Regions from separate parts of the Ovis aries genome. Here region 1 is linked to region 2. A link is a contact called in public Hi-C data. All regions are on one chromosome and are shown on one strand. The core of a region is the stretch at or near the end of the contact, and the rest is flanking DNA. Distances in the headings are between cores, read along the strand shown.

What was found. A called contact is a pair of places that touch in the nucleus more often than the background predicts.
Region 1: a Hi-C map of tail adipose tissue shows a contact between it and region 2, with 4 times the contacts expected there. The contact joins the enhancer-like site here to the promoter of PELI2 in region 2. A contact is called at or near these places in 5 of 16 Hi-C or Micro-C datasets (hypothalamus, muscle, omental adipose tissue and 2 more).

Annotation. Positions count from the first base shown.
Region 1 is chr7:66,710,915-66,714,283 of ARS-UI_Ramb_v3.0, reverse strand. The region is part of intron 2 of PELI2 (pellino E3 ubiquitin protein ligase family member 2); the gene reads right to left. Among named protein-coding and RNA genes, the nearest start is that of PELI2, 110 kb to the right of the region's middle. Within about 2 kb of position 1,268, at least 4 of the 54 cell types and tissues checked have an H3K27ac peak or open chromatin away from gene starts, as enhancers often do.
Region 2 is chr7:66,603,894-66,607,179 of ARS-UI_Ramb_v3.0, reverse strand. PELI2 (pellino E3 ubiquitin protein ligase family member 2) reads right to left here and starts at 1,268. Exons shown (of 5, transcript XM_042252565.1): 1 at 953-1,268. The coding sequence starts at 1,029.

The DNA.
Region 1 (3,369 bases), core at 19-2,518, 110 kb before region 2:
AAACTATCATTTTGTTTTCAGCTATTTTCCCCCCAATTGCTAGCTTCCAGCCAGACTGTCATCTGTGTCAAACCGTAGAACACTTCCCTGCCTGTGTGCCTGTGCACAAATGAAATTAATCTGCCTTCCGAGCTGCAGAGAATGAAACCATCATTGCAGGCACGCGGCCCACTGCCGTTGCCCCCGCGCTGGTGACGCTGCTCCATCACAGGCGGCCAGCATCAGGAACACATCTGCAGGTACCCCTCATTAGAAAAGATGCTCAACATCAGCAACTGCAAACTAGCAGCCACTATGGAGAACAGTGTCCTTAAAAGTTGCAAATAGAAAGAGACACATGTACCCCAATGTTCTCTGCCAGGACATTCTGATGAGATGGATGAAACTGGAGCCGATTATACAGAGTGAAAAGCATTAGCAGAACCCTTAAGTAATATTTTATGCAGCAGGTTTTTCAATCCAAGCTTTTTTAAAGAGCCTGTGTCCCTTAAAGACACAACAAGGGGCACTTTCTGTGAGGATGTCAGTGGTCTCACACCTGAAGAGGAAGAGGGCAGGGCACTAGGACACAGAAATAGACAAATAAATGCAGCTGGATTAAACAAAGGTGAGCTGGGTCACTCTTTAGTTTGCCAATCGCAGTATAATTTTCCCCATCTACTGGAATAATCAGTCAGCTAAGAGTCTAAAAACAACAAATGAGCCCTGGGAGTAGGGCTGAGGATCCCCGTGTAGCATCTGGCAGCTCCCAGACCCCTGGGTGGCTTCCTTGCTGATCCTGACTGCTGCAGGCTGCTTCCAGCTGATGGAGAGGTGGCTGCAGAAGGTGAGAGGCAGCTGTGGGAGCTGAGCGCTAAGGGGCAAAACAGATCATCTAGTAGCTACTGGAGGAGGAAAAGGATGATAAAAGGGGCCTGGACACTGGAAACAGCCAGAATGTTGAACTAGAGTTGAACACAGTTTCCAACTTTGGGCAAAGTTAACATTCATGAAAAAAATCTACGAAGAATTAAGAGACAAGGATACGCCAAATGGCTTGTGTCTGAATACACCTTCACTTCTTAGGAATCTGCTTACTATTAGTAAAGAAGGTAAAGGGAAAAGAGGACCGTCAACCTGGTCATGCTCAAGAAAGTGTTAAGAACCAGGCATCCTGTAAGTCCAGGCAAAAGCAGCACAAGAATGTTGTCAGCTGCTTTAATACGCTCACAGCATGACATAACCACCCTCTTCATATACGTCATCCTTGAGAACTAAACTCTCATCACATTTAATTGTGACCACATTTTCTGTGTGTGAATCATACTGAACACTACAGATACGGCTTCAGACCAACAGCTTTTGGTAGCTGAGTGTATAATCTTGCAAATCAAATCCTGTCTGCTTCCCTCTCTCCCTAACTCTTCTTCCTCTTTCTCTTCTCCTTCTTCTTCCTCCTCCTCTTTCTTCTTTTCTCTCCCTGCCCTCTCTTCCCTCTCTCTCTCTCTCTCTCTCACATACACAAACGGATCTGATTTTCTGAATGTATTACCCACAAAGCAGAATAACATTTCCATCTCTGGGGAGAAAAATAAAGGAAAACTTCTAGGAGGTACAAGAGTAGGCAGCAGTAAATTAGCCTTAAAATTTGTCACAAAACACAAACTTCTATACAACAGAAGGTTTCTATGCAGTCCTCAAATACGTCCAAATGGGCAACAATTAAGAAAGCAGCAATGTGGATTCCAACAACCAATTATTTTTGTTACACAAGATCCACCTAAGCAAACTTCTCTGCTCTGCAACCATAAAGATATAAATAAGAAGAAAATGAGATTCTTGGCTTATGTTTTAAACACTAGACTAATTTTGAGAATCCGAATAAGGGAAAATCTTTAAGTGCAAAATCAGGCAGCTATTAAGCCAGCAACAACAAAAAACTCAAATACAAAATCAGCTAGCTATTAAAACAGACAGCCCAGATTACATTCTGTGAAAGGAGATGTCCCACAAAATAATAAGAGCACACAGCTGCTGAACCGGCCACAGGCAGGGACACCATCAGTCTGTCTGTGTTATCAGACCACCGGCTCTGGTGGCAGACAGAACAGGTGAATCCCAGCTTTGTCACTTACTAGCTGTGTGATACTGAGCAGGTTTCTTGACAACACACTTTTTTTGGGGGGGGGGGACGGGGTTGGGGATACAAAATGGGGATGTGTTAGAACACCAAGTGATGGGGTGGCTAGAATGAATTATACGAGATGCCCTCTGAGACCTGCTCAGCCAAGTGCTTGCTGGACAAATGACCCTTAATAAGCAGGAGCTCTTTATTAGCTAACTGAGCAAGGGCTTGAGAACACCAATCATGTTCCCTGAAAGACATGCAAGACGGGGATGTAAAGGGCATGCCAAGAGGAGAGGGAAGCCTACCAAGAGGAAATGCCTCCACATTAGACCAAAAGAGCACAATAAAAGAGAATAGAGAGATGGCTGCCAGAATGTTCAAGCCTCAAAGGTTAGGCGATGATAAAATGTATAAATTGCCTTTTTTCTATTACATGCTTTTCGTTTTGTTTTTCCTGTAGTGAAATATACGTCTAGCTTTCAGCGTGGAGCAGAATCAAAGAGTATCAAGTGTTTTCTTTAATACAAATGTCAGAAATGGCATGTGTGAAAGGCTTTCCTGAGGCAGCAGGGCTGGGGGGTGGGGCAAGGAGGCATGGTCCAGGCCTCAGCTGTCACTCAAAGTGGTAGCCGCCAGTGGAGCCCTGGCCAGGCTAGACACATTCTCTCCAAAGCCAGGAATATCCTCCTCTTCCCATAACGACACAGCACAAATCTAGTCTGGTCAGCTTACTGGTGTAGAAGGACTTGCTGGGTTGCAGGCTGACCTACAGCACATACATGCTCTCCAGGCCTCATCTGCCTCATCTGCAAAAAGGGAAGATACACTGCTTATATTTCTTTATCGCCATCGAGTGAGGTGTATGCGAAACTATAAAGCAGCAAAAGAATGGAAAGAATTCTATTACTAGAAATAACCACCTATTTGGAACACTTTTCTTAATGTATTAACACGCTATTACACCTACAGCAGATGCTTTAAAAAAAAAAAAAAAAAGAAGAAAAAAACCGAGCTGAAATGAGATGCTGACAAAGGACTGAATAACTTAGGACATGTTTGGAAATGATTAAACCCTTAAATTATTATATAGGTAAGCAAAATGATTCTTCAGGACATTGTAACACTGCATGCTAATCAGCCTCGGAAGAAGCAATAACTGTCAACAGCTCATGGCAGGGAGCCAACTGTCTGCTGGGTAAGTCGATGCCTAAAGAAACTGAATTAGCTTTTCAGAGGAGCCACAACACTGAGCCTCAATGTCA
Region 2 (3,286 bases), core at 19-2,518:
GATGAAGTCTCTAATTGCTGCCGTTTAAAGATTGTAGATAATTACTATCTTCAGAATGTGGTTTTCACAAGCCGAGAGGGAGCAGAGGCAAGCGAGGATGGCGAGCTCCCCGCCGCTGGGAGGACATCTGCGAGGCCAAATCCCAGGACCGAGGGACAGAGAGGATGCAGCCCCGCGCGCCCCGGAGCCCGGGCGGGTGCAGCGGCTTTCCTGCCGGCTCCACGACACTCCCGGCGGAGAGAGCCGAGGGCCGGCCCGGCCGCCCGGGTCGCAGACAGTTCACTGCCCTGGGGCTGCGGCTGCTGCGGCGGTCACCATAACAATATGCAAGGCGCTGCCCGCGGACGCCCCTCGCTCGGATCCCACTGCCCGCAGCGCAGAGCCGCCGGTGCCGCGCCTGGAGTTCCGGGCCCGGGGCTCACAATAAGAGGGAGCAGAGGGACCCTGGGGGCCTCTCAGTTTCGCCAAGGTGGAGGGGTAGTCCTCGGACACCGCGAGGTGCCCACGACGGCTGTGCTTCAACCCTGGTCCCTATCCCCGACACCCGGCCAGGGGCACGCGGGGAAGTCGAGCCTCTGCCCCCGCGGTAATGCCAAGGACTTAGCCCCCGAACGCTACGCCCCGCGGGGCTCCGAGGTCGCCCCAGTCCCCGCCGCTGCCTTCGCCCCGGGCTGACCGCGCTCCGCCACTTCCCTCGCCACCGTCCTCGGCGCGGATAGCGCATCCCTGTGCCCGCAGCGACCCGCGCGCGCGGATCGGGGCATCCCACCCCCACTCCCGCGGTCCCAGCCCTCCGAGACGCTCTACCGGCCCAAGCGCCCTACCGATGGCCAGAGAACCCCCAAACCACCCCGATGGCCCTGCTCCGGGATGTGGGTGCGCGGCGGCCACCCAACCCGGAGCGCTTGCTGCCCGCCCCCAAGCTCCCCTGGTCGGGGATCCCCGGACTCACCCCAGTACCACCAGCTCCCCGTATTTCACGGGCTCCTTATTGGGGGCGCAGTGCTCCTCCTGGCTGGGGGAAAACATGGAGCCCTGCTCGGCCGCCGCCGCCGCCGCCGCCTCCGCCGCGATCCCCGCCGAGTCCGCGCCGCCGCTACAATCCCATCCCGAGAAGGGAGTGAGTGCGCCGGGGAAGGGCACGGCGGCGAAGGGGGCGCGGGGCGGCCAGTCCCGCGGCTGCTCCGTCGTGGCTGCGTGGCTGCCCTGCCGGGCTCTCTAAGAGCTCCGCGCGCCGCGGCTGCCCCGAGCTGGACTCGGCAACAAATGGGACTGGGCAGCAGGGAGACCCACCGCGCGAAGCGCCGCAGCCGCCGCCGCCGCCGAAGCCCCGCGGGAGGGAGGAAAGGAGGGAGCGAGCGAGCCCGGGAGGGGCGGGGGCAGCGGGCGGGGGAGGGGCGGGGGCCGGCCGCAGAGGCGCCCCGCCCGCGCGCGGGCAGGTGGGAGCCGCCCCGCCCTCCGCGAGACGCCCGCAGCCCTCCGCCCACCCGGCGCCCCCTCCCCCGGCGCGTGGGGCGGCCCGGGTCCACTCCCCGCCCCCCTCGGGCCCAGCGGCGGCTCGCCCCCGTGTTATGTAAACATAGAGTAAAAGGGAAAGGAAGTTCTTAAAGGAGCAGCTCTATTTTTTTTTCCTCTCTCGCTTCCTTCCCCAAACTTAACGGCGCGGGCACCTCAGCCCTGGTCGCCGAGTTCTCCAGCGGCGGAAGGCTGCGCAGGGTCCCCGGAAGCACGGCGGTTTAGGTTCCCAAGCCTAACTTAGTTTCCTCGGGTTAACTAGCTGTAAATAAAGAACCTGCTCTCCGGATATGGGAGCATTAGCTTTCCCGGTGTCACCGTGTCGCGGCACACTTTCGGAGGTGTTCCACACGCGCACCAGGAGCCTCCTCTTCCGAAACCCAGTCCTTTAAAGCTTGAAGAAGTCTAGAAATTTGGAGGGCTTTGCCAGTTGGCACTGAATTAGAGGGAGTTTTGAAGGCGCTTGGAGCACCCCTCCATTGTGCAGGATGTAACATCCCGGTCTGTCGTCAGCAGACTTCCACGTGGTTCAAAAAAAAGTTGTGTGTGTGATTTTAATCCATACGCTCTCCCCTTTCCCATACCTTCTCTCAATCCCCTAAGCAATTTAAAAGAAAATTATCTGAGTAAACTTTTTAGTGAATATAAAGTTTCCTTTATTATCCTAATTTAGCCAACACATTATGTTTGCTTTTTTATGCGTTTCTAAATAGTTACTAGGCTTTGAAATATTTTAGAGTATAATAGATTTACTGACTGCTGTTTCTCATCATGCAGTATTTTGTTTTACCACTTATTAAGCACTCATACTGGGCACTGCATGTTATTGTCAGTCACTGCCTCTCAAGATTGTTAAATATTTAAATACATATTGCAAACCCTATGTATAAACACTGGCTGGTTGGCTATCACCCTAAGTAAAGGACTAGGGAAAAAAAATTTCATCACAATTGCGATAACCTTTCATTGTGCTGTTCAGTAGCCTTTGTCTAACATTCTCTGATAGGTTATTGCTACAGTGACATGATCTGCAGGAAATTTTACTTCAGTTAGTGACTAATTTTTTTTTAATTGGGGCTTTGGAATTAAATTGTTTCAAAGTAACTAAAGCTACACCATTGGTAAACACACACACACACACAAATTTTAAACAACTTCACCTAAGTATAAAATTTCTTTACTTCAACTGCACACAGCTATCCTGCATATTTTACATATCCTCTGTAACACATCTGTGTGTGTATTATTAGTTTTAACCAACAATCCTTCACTAAAGGGTTGAATGCTTTCTCATCACTAGAGTCTTGGTGTGAATTTCTGTCTGAATTTCTCTGCCTAATTAATGTAGTCTTCATCTATCTACTCTATGCTCCTACTTACCATATAGATGTGTGACTAGCAAAGATCTATCAGAATCATGCTGTGGTTATGAAGTCTCCGGTTATTATAGTACCTGGCTTTGTCATCCTAACTTCTCTAGGCTTGTTCTGTTGCTGCTACTGCTCTCTAGGCTACAATTACCCCCTCTCTCCTTCTCTCTTGGCATGCTGTGCTTTTGTGTGTTGCATTACACTGTTCTGGCTCCATTTCCTCCTTGCTGTGCTCTGCATCTGCTCTTAGGAAGATGGAAACAAATATTTATTAACCTCCTACTAAGCTTCAAACACTAGGCTGAGAGTTTCCCATAAAGTGCCCAGTCTTTGCAGGACCTCCGTTCTAGCTGTCTGCCAGAATGGAGAGTTTCCTATAGAGCGTCTCTGACTTCCAGAAG